Regions from separate parts of the Zea mays genome. Here all the other regions are linked to region 3. A link is a contact called in public Hi-C data. All regions are on one chromosome and are shown on one strand. Each heading gives the region's core, a stretch centred on a gene start, on an enhancer-like site or on the middle of the called end of the contact. The rest is flanking DNA. Distances are from core to core; before and after follow the strand shown.

Evidence for each region. Hi-C and Micro-C count contacts between places; a contact is called where the count stands out from the background.
Region 1: a Hi-C map of leaf shows a contact between it and region 3, with 3 times the contacts expected there. The contact joins the promoter of LOC103642454 here to the enhancer-like site in region 3. A contact is called at or near these places in 3 of 25 Hi-C or Micro-C datasets (bundle sheath and leaf).
Region 2: a contact with region 3 is called in a Hi-C map of leaf, with 6 times the contacts expected there. The contact joins the promoter of LOC100127508 here to the enhancer-like site in region 3. A contact is called at or near these places in 3 of 25 Hi-C or Micro-C datasets (ear, leaf and tassel).

The regions. Positions count from the first base shown.
Region 1 is chr10:56,373,665-56,376,589 of Zm-B73-REFERENCE-NAM-5.0, reverse strand. LOC103642454 (vacuolar sorting protein 18) reads right to left here and starts at 1,447. Exons shown (of 23, transcript XM_020545850.3): 1 at 939-1,447; 2 at 669-881; 3 at 443-582; 4 at 266-361; 5 at 1-20. The coding sequence starts at 1,107.
Region 2 is chr10:56,955,544-56,958,441 of Zm-B73-REFERENCE-NAM-5.0, reverse strand. It overlaps LOC100127508 (Diacylglycerol kinase 2), which reads left to right and starts at 1,508. Exons shown (of 13, transcript NM_001112765.1): 1 at 1,508-1,675; 2 at 2,268-2,490; 3 at 2,595-2,717; 4 at 2,820-2,898. The coding sequence starts at 2,269. It also overlaps the pseudogene LOC111590430.
Region 3 is chr10:56,639,667-56,642,611 of Zm-B73-REFERENCE-NAM-5.0, reverse strand. No RefSeq gene overlaps it. Among protein-coding and RNA genes, the nearest start is that of LOC542688, 73 kb to the right of the region's middle. Within about 2 kb of position 1,576, at least 17 of the 20 cell types and tissues checked have an H3K27ac peak or open chromatin away from gene starts, as enhancers often do. A contact at or near this core is called in bundle sheath, ear, leaf and 1 more, where this site is marked.

The DNA.
Region 1 (2,925 bases), core at 198-2,697, 270 kb after region 3:
GAATAACTAGCAAAAACAGTCTGTGGACATCACAAATTTCAATATAATACAATGGAAAGCCCTTTTAAAAAAATCTATAGTATATGGTGTTGCTTTCCAAAAACTAAAGCATTCGAAGTCAAAGCATAAGCATCTCGTCTTTCGAACATAAGCACTAACACTAACAAGGACATCAGAGCCTCAAGATAGCAAACTTGCCTTCCCAACTAATTTAATAGGATAATCCTGAACTTATCAATCAAAATGTAAGAGAATTAATACTTACTTCTAGTGAACCAATGCCAGTAAAAGAGTAAAGTCGTGTCGGAGTGACGGCCATCACATAGTATCTTGTGGAATTTCCAACCACAGCAGTCTCCATCTGCACAACAAATTGCTCAATCACGCCCACTCCAGCGAAAACAGAAGAATTTATTTAACATCAATTGACAGTATCTGAAACCTGCAGGTCCTTGATGCCTTCTCTTTGCTCAGTGAGCTCGAAGAGTGGCTTCACATACTTCTCCCTTTTGTCAGCCTCGTCCACGGCCATCTCAAAGATTTGGCCGCTCTCAGTACCCAGGATAACCTCCTTGGTTGATGCTGCAGCACCAAAATCAGACGATCGACGATGAAATGAATTTTCCAATAGATGATGATTGAATCCAGAGGAAGGGATCGGGAATTACCTTCCGTGATGGACTGGCGGTTCCAGGCGACCGCATTGACAAGGAGGCCCCGGAGGCGGGGGAGGAGCTTGGGTCGCGGCCACCTTGCGTGGTGGTAGTACGTCTCTGCGCCGCCGGGGTGGACTACCGTGGCGACGCAGTGCTTGCCGCCGGGATCCAGGAACACTCGGTGCACCGAGTGGTCGCCAGAACGGCCGCTCCCGAGGTCGAGATCTGCGGGCGCGGGGCGGTGAGGTGATGCCTTGCGAAAAAGGGAGAGGGGGGACTTACCGTGGGCGTCCTCGAAGGAGAAGTCGTGGCGGACGAGCCAGCCGCGGGAGGTGCCGAGGACGATGACGTCGCTGCCGGCGGCCATGGAAGTCACGACGCCGTGGCCCCGCGCGGCCTGTCGCTCCAGGGGGTCCACGGAGAAGAGCTGGCCGCCGCCTCCGGCTTCCATGGACGGAGACACGGGGGTCAGTGAGAGCTGCTGAGAACTGAGCGAGTGCTGAGCGGAGGCAGTTGGTCGCCGGCGCGGAAGCTGCTCGTGAGGGGCGGGATCGCTGCGGCCGGCGGTGACGTGTGAGCTCGCGGAGAGCCGAGGAGCCCAGCCGGTGGAGAGAGATGGATCGCTGGCATTGCTGGGCTGGATGTGCTTCCCCACTCCGAGCCTAGAGGCCCGCGATCAGATTCCGGCCCAAAATTTAGATCACGAAACGGCTTCTCTTTTTTCGAATCAACAGATGGCCAAATAGGGGAGGGTTGGAGAGCCGGACAGCGGAGTCACAGTTGCCTTGCCTAGGCCGAAAAGGGAGGCCGGAGAGTCGCGGACGTGGAGAGGGAAGCCGGAGAGCAGATCCTCCGTGCCTGGGCGCGCGCGTCCGTGCGACCATGCCTGGGCGCGTGGCAGACAGTGGATGGCCGGATCCGGATGGGGATCGGTGGGTGCTGGCAGGTGGGCACGTGGCACGGGCGATGGGCGGTGGCAAGTGGCAACTGGGCGCGGGCAGTGGCGGTGGCGGCTGGGCTCCTATGTGCTGCGCTATTCAAACGGGTTAGATTAAGGTCGAGTCGTAGATCATTTAGCACGACTCGTATCTGATTCTTGTTTAGTGTTAGGTTCGGTCCGGCTAGTCTGTGCCTTCCTATTTAACGACATATCGGATTATGTTTTTTCGAGTTGGATCGGATTTTTTGACTTTGGGTCAAGTTTTTTTGAGTTAGGTCGTGTTTTAGATCAAAAATCATAACCCGTACCTGGTCGTGAATTATTGCAGGTCAAAAATTACGACACGTACCCGTCTCTTGCATTGGTCGAGTCGGGTCGAGCCGGGTTTTTATCGGGCAAGTCAAGTCAGGTTGGTCGAGTCGAGTGATCCATGATCAGGTCTAGTGCTAAAATCCTAGGACTCGAGACCTGTGGCTTGCACCTGGATGAGTGGGTTTGTGGGTGGTGCGTTATGGTTTGCTCTTTAGACTTTGTTAGTTTGTTGTTCGCTTCGGATTAAAACCGACGGTTTAGACTGCTGCAGCTGCAATCCATAAAGATAAAAATATTATAGAAGGCGATACGGATTAAAGACAAGAGAACAGGCTGGTGTGTGGGCTGGGCAAAAAAATTATGACTATATGTGAAGATTACCAACGGACGAGAGATAATATCAAAATACATATTTATTCCAACTTAGGTCGCGAGGTCGGTCGCGGGCCTAACCCGCGGGTCAAAAGCTATATTCCGGATCCATCGGATTAAGATATTTGATAGATATCTAAATCCACGGGTGATGGAGACGAGGTTCGATCTTTCATCACATTTAATGAGGGTGTTTGGTTCTATTGAATTAGTTTGTATCACATCGAATGTTTTAATGACAACTACATATATTAAATATAGTCTAATTATAAAAACTAATTACGTAGATTAAGACTGAAAGACGAGACAAAAAATTATTAATCATATATATATGTGCTCGTGTGTTACCACATAAGTTAAAAATTAATATAAAACATAGATCCAGAAAGACAAACATCGCTATGATATGTGCAGCCATCTTCCTAGGTTCCAGCGCACGATGGCGTCCACCACCACCACCTTCCTCGTTGTCTTGCTGCTTGTAGCAGCGTCCGCATTGCTGGCGCGATCCTGCTCACCTCACGACCTGCACAAGCTGCTGAGCGTGAAGCAGACACTAGGCAACCTAGTGATGTCGTTGACGTGGACCACACTGCTGCCCAACTGCTGCGCGTGGGACCACCTCTGGTGCAACGACGTCGAGCA
Region 2 (2,898 bases), core at 259-2,758, 320 kb before region 3:
GCCATCTCGGACCGACAGTGGTAGAGATATTTCCAAAACCTGAAATGAGGAAGAATTCCAAGGAAAGCCTCGCAGAGGTGAACAAACATGACAATTTGAAGAACAAAATTGGGGTTTAAATGTGTAAGATTCAGAGCGTAAAATCGAGGAGGCCGCGAAAAAAGGGAGAGGCCGACAGGGCCAGTCCTCGGATGAGAAAGGGCACGAAGACGACAGCTTCGTGGGTGTTCTCTGTTGGCTTCATGTTCTTGACTTAAATAGGAGGGCCCATTACGACCTCTCTTGTCCTTCTTTCTAAAGAGCAAAGGCATTGCCATAGCCTTTGAACCCTTCGATCGACTCATTGGTCGAGGTCTTGCTCAGCCTTATCAAAATGTTTGCTCCTCGGATGGATGGTTAGACGGTGTCAACCAAACCGATCATCAAGGTCCTATTCGATCTTCTCTCCCAACAACTATTCTTATAGTTGTTAACATGTTTCTCAATTTCAAAGTATAAATTATTTTTATTTTTAAGATTAATATTTTTTTACATACATATCTTAACATGGTGTATATATTTTCATACATAGCAAAAATTATATACTTGAAAAGGCTAAAATACTTTATAATTTGAAACAAAGCAAGTGAGCTTATTTATCTCCTTAAAAGGGATATTTGTGGAAATTCATTTCTGTATATCTTCTAAGAAATTATAAATAGTTCAAAACGGCTGATAAGTGGACACTCGCCCTTCGCACAACGAAGAAAATTAAAAGCGCAACCATACGTAATCTTAATCTTAATAAACATTACTCACCCCGTCCCAATATATTAGTCGTTTTAGCTATTGATTTTTATGTCCATATTTAAATAGATGATGATAAATCTAGACATATATGTAAAACAAATATATTAATTAATATATCAATCAACTAAAAAGGTAAAACAAATTTTATTTTGGGACAAAGGAAGTAACAAATTGAAAAAATAGTACATTGTCCGTGCGGTGACATGCAATCATATTTGGTACCATAAAAATTAAATTTAATATTAATATGAACACATGATCCATATATCAGATATTAAACTGATACGAATAAATATTATATTTTATCTAAATCAAAAGATTAAGAAAGTTATGAATTAAAAAGGAGCATAACCTTTTTTATAGCTCGCTCGATCGGTCCTCCTTCTACACCTAGCAGGATGGTATGCGGACGTTGTATTGTGTTATGCTCCAGTGGTTTCTAATGATTATCCCTATTTGATGTATTGTTAGACGAATTTGATGTACAGAACTATGCACTTTACACGTGAAGCACGACGTATAAAACTATCTTTTCAAAGGAGTAGAGAAATAAGATAAATAAAATTCATAAATGTGCTTTCCTACACAAAGTCATTCGTCAATGTAAGAAATACACACAAAAAAAAAGTCAAATCTTAAAATGGCGAACATGCGAGCCCCTAGAAACGATGACAACCAAGAGAGTGCCTCCTGTCCTCCTAACATCGATTTTCCTCCGGAATCGTAACCTCAGAAAGCCAAATCTCATTCTCCGGCGCTCAGGCCCACCCAAGCGTCGACTCTCCCGATCCAATCGGTACCTCCTAGTTCCTCGCCGGCGGTAGCGGCGTCGGGCGAACAGCGGTGACTTGGCGAGGGCGCTTGGCCGGCGACAATCATCCACTAGGTACGCTGTTCTTTCTCTTGCCTTCCTGCTGCGCGCAAACGAGCGCCCCCAAGTTATATATGCATTCGGATCTGACCCAATTACGGTATATACATGTGTGGTATCCACTAAATTCGATTTTTGTTACCGGGTGTACATGTCTTTTACTCTGCCCGCTTCTGACTCTTTTCCTTCTCCATTTCCTGTAATCTGATGTGCTGAAAAAATTATTCACGGGTATTTTATGTTGATGATGCTAAAATAGCAGATCCATCATCTATTTGTGGGAGTATTTGATTTGCAAAACTCAAACTTTTCAAGTTTTGACCAACAATTGGTCACATTATTATTCATGCTTCGTGCACAAGTGTTGCATCAAAAGATTCATATCCAACTTGACCAACAATTAGTGGAATTATTCATGCTTCATGCACAAATGTTGCACCAATAGGTTCATATCCAAAGCGCTTTTAGGATGGTGTGGATTCTGTTGTAAAGATAACATAATTCAGGACCACCCAATCAAAATATGCCTTGTATTCATGAATGGAGGGAGCAAACATTTGTAGCACCAGTGAGTTATCCCATTAAAACTATGAGAACGATTTTTCAGGATGGAAGGTGAGGCAGAGACCGTGGTTGGTTCTTGTTCTAAACCATGTGGGCCTCTGGAGGACTACTACATTCCAGATTACATTCTGAAGCCAGGTGCCCAACAAGTACTTGTTGATCATGCGGCACCCTGCCCCGTTGTAGTGTTCATCAACTCAAGATCTGGAGGCCAACTTGGAAGTAGTTTAATCAAAACATATCGTGAGCTTCTCAATGAAGCACAGGTACCTTTTGTCTTTCTGGAAATGCTAGACCATGGAAATATGCTTCTGGTCTTAATTGCATTTTGAATCTGTAATTTTTGTGAGAGCTGCTCAGTTACTTTCAGGTTTTTGATCTCTCAAAAGAGGCTCCAGATAAGGTATTGCATCGTTTATATGCCAACCTTGAAAGGCTGAAGATGGAAGGAGACATTCTTGCAGTTCAAATTTGGAGGACACTGAGGCTAATTGTGAGTCATAACACTTTCAGAATTTAGATTATTGTTATACTGTGGTATCTATCTCTTTTGCTTTCCCATTGTACTTATTTTGACTTAACAGATTTCAATTAGGTTGCAGGCGGTGATGGTACAGCTAGCTGGCTGCTTGGGGTAGTCAGTGACCTTAAGCTTTCCCACCCACCTCCAGTGG
Region 3 (2,945 bases), core at 327-2,826:
TCCTGTGTGTGTTGCTCCGATTTGCTCTTGTATCTGTACTTTCTCTCCCTACCTTACTCTAAGTTGTAACTTCTATCTTTTGTATGGCTACAAGAGACTCCAAGTTGTGATGATTAATGGTGAACGGGAATACTTGTGAAGGAAGAACCGTGACACTCAAGTTTGATCTATGTGATCACTTGATAGGGGTTGAATGCTACCATTGTCCAAAGAAGGACATCCCAATGTGGATGTAGGCTTGGCCGAATCACGAGATAAAAATCGCAGTCTCTCTTGTCCTTTTCCTTTATTGCGATTTTCTTTCTTCCCAAGTTCTCTATTTCACTTCTGATATTTCTCTTAGTATAATTCATATCTTGGAAGAGCAATCAAGCGAAGAGGACTTTTTCTCTCATCTCTTCTCTCAAACTTGGTTTTGGTTTACTCTAAGTTTATTTTTAACCAAGTTTATGTTGTTTTAAGTCATTTCGTTGGATCACCTATTCGCCCCCCACTAGGTGCTCTCAGTTACGTGATCTACGATCATGACACAAAAATAGAGGTTATACCTAGGGTGGCGGTGGAGTCAGGCTAGCGGGGTTATGGCGGGTTGGTGCGGTGACGACGAGACACGGTGCATGCAAACCCGCAACAACTAGGAAGACCTCTGCAAAAAAAGAAACACAAGACTGTCAACACAAAAATTCGCAGGCACCTCCCCTGCACGGTGAGGTTTCCAAAACCTTCAAATAAAACTAACAGCACGATGCCTGACATGCACATATATATCAACGACACGATAGCCGACAATCACATGTATATTTTCAATCCATGTCACAAAATATATCAAACCACATATAATCGACATCCCTATCCACAAAAACATTGGTCTCACACAAAAAGGCACATGTCATAGATCAGTACATCAAATGTATTAGTAGTTTGACAAGTGTAACACCTGAAATTATACTTCAGGATTTAAAAAAATCAATGAATAAGACAATCAAAGAGTCTATTAATAATATTTTGAAGCTATATCTCCCAAAGCAAAAAAGAATTTTTAATAAAGACCCACAAAAGTATGCATGCATGATTTTAGTTAATCTTTCTTTTAAATATACATATACTATATATTTATTGATTTATAAGAACCTTTTAAAAGGGATTAAGTTAAATCATATCTTTATAGGAACAATACAATAGAAATATTATTTCTTCAAAATAAACTATTTATGCGTGAATTGCATAGCTAGAAGCATTTGCTTTAATAGGATAATAAATAAATGGATTAATAAAATATTGATGCATTCATATTGGAGTTTCGATTGTGCATTTGGAACTTGTTTGAATTTAAATCTGAATTTGAACTCTTAGAATTAAACTAAAACCAGGAAATGTAAAATATAAAAAGAAAAAAAAGACAAACCTGCTCATGGGCCGAATTCCTCACATCTAGCCCAGTCTAAAACCTCTCCCGCCGGCCCACTTCACGATGTCAGCCGGCATCAAACAACGGGTGCCGACACGAGGGCCCTCTCACTCAGCGGCCTGACTGCGCGCGCAGCCACTGGTGTGTGGACCTTTTGCGTAGAGCTAAATCCCTCTCGCTGACTCGTGGGGCCGACAGTCATACCAATCTCCTTCGCGTCATGACTCCGTGTACGAGCTCCGCGCGCGACGACAACAGAATCCGGTTGAGATTCTCGCCGGGGGCAGTCAACCGCTCCCCGCGCAACCTCTATCTCTGGCTTTATATACGGTCACCGCCTCTGCCCATCTCCAGAAAATCACCAAGGGCTTCATCCTGAGTGAATCGAGAAGAAAGGGAGAGGATTGCCTCCATGTGAAATCAGTCAGGCACCGACAGCGAGGTCTTGGAAAAAGGGCAGAAAAGGCCGCCTGGGATTCTAGATTGTGATTGGGGTGATGGCATGAGAGGTTGGTGCTCGGCGCTGCACCAATCGCTCGCTAGGCTCTGTCCCTGTCGCGGAGCCGCATTGTGCCGCGGACTTGGGCAGACACCTACGTCGGGCCTTTGCTGACGGGTCTCGGAGGTTCGCCCCTATCTAGAGCTCACGTTGGGAGGGTTGCTAGTCCGCGGGAGGCCCTGATGGAATTGCGATTTCTCGTCGGATTTGGAAATCGGCCACCCAGCCACTTTCCTCCGTCGACACGGGTGTGTCCGTTGATTCATCGTTGAACGATCCAGATTAAAGGACGTCATGTACCCTATCGTGATTGAATCACAGTCGTAGATCGGTAGATGTAGGGTCGAGAGAAGGTCACGATGTTTTAAATTTGGAGCATTAGATTGAGATCTAACGGTCCATATCATGTACATGTTCACATAAATATAAATCTAATCCGGGCCCTCGATTTTGGATTCAACGACCATGACACACCAATACCCCTTCGGCTTTGTCACTTTATGGATGAGACCCTCGGGTTTCTTGAAATTAACCCGCTATCCAACCATAACGCGTAGGTATTTCTTCAGGGTCTCTGAAATTTACATTTGAGTCCTCAGGAGCCTTATTTTAGTATAAAAATAGCCCCACAACTTGTTTAATTTATAACTTTATCATTTAAACTTCGTTTTAGTACATTCAAGTTGCATTAGCTTCGTAATAATATTACCTACGCTTTTGTAACATTATTTTAGAATGCACCATGTGCTCAAAAATAAATAACTAATTCGTTTAACCTATGCTTATTGGATTAACTTGTTTAATCCAAGTTGGTATAGTATTTTAAATTGGATCATCTATAATTGGGCTAAAATATGATTTGGCCTAGATTAAAAGTGGAATAAACTTAGTTATATTTTATCACATGATTTATATTAAGCAACAGAGAGGCATGGTTTTCATATTTAATCACCTAAAACTTCAGAAAAAAACCATATCCTTTCAACCGTGGCTCCAATTTTAGTGGTTCTCGAACCTACGACCTCGTAGCAGCGCGTA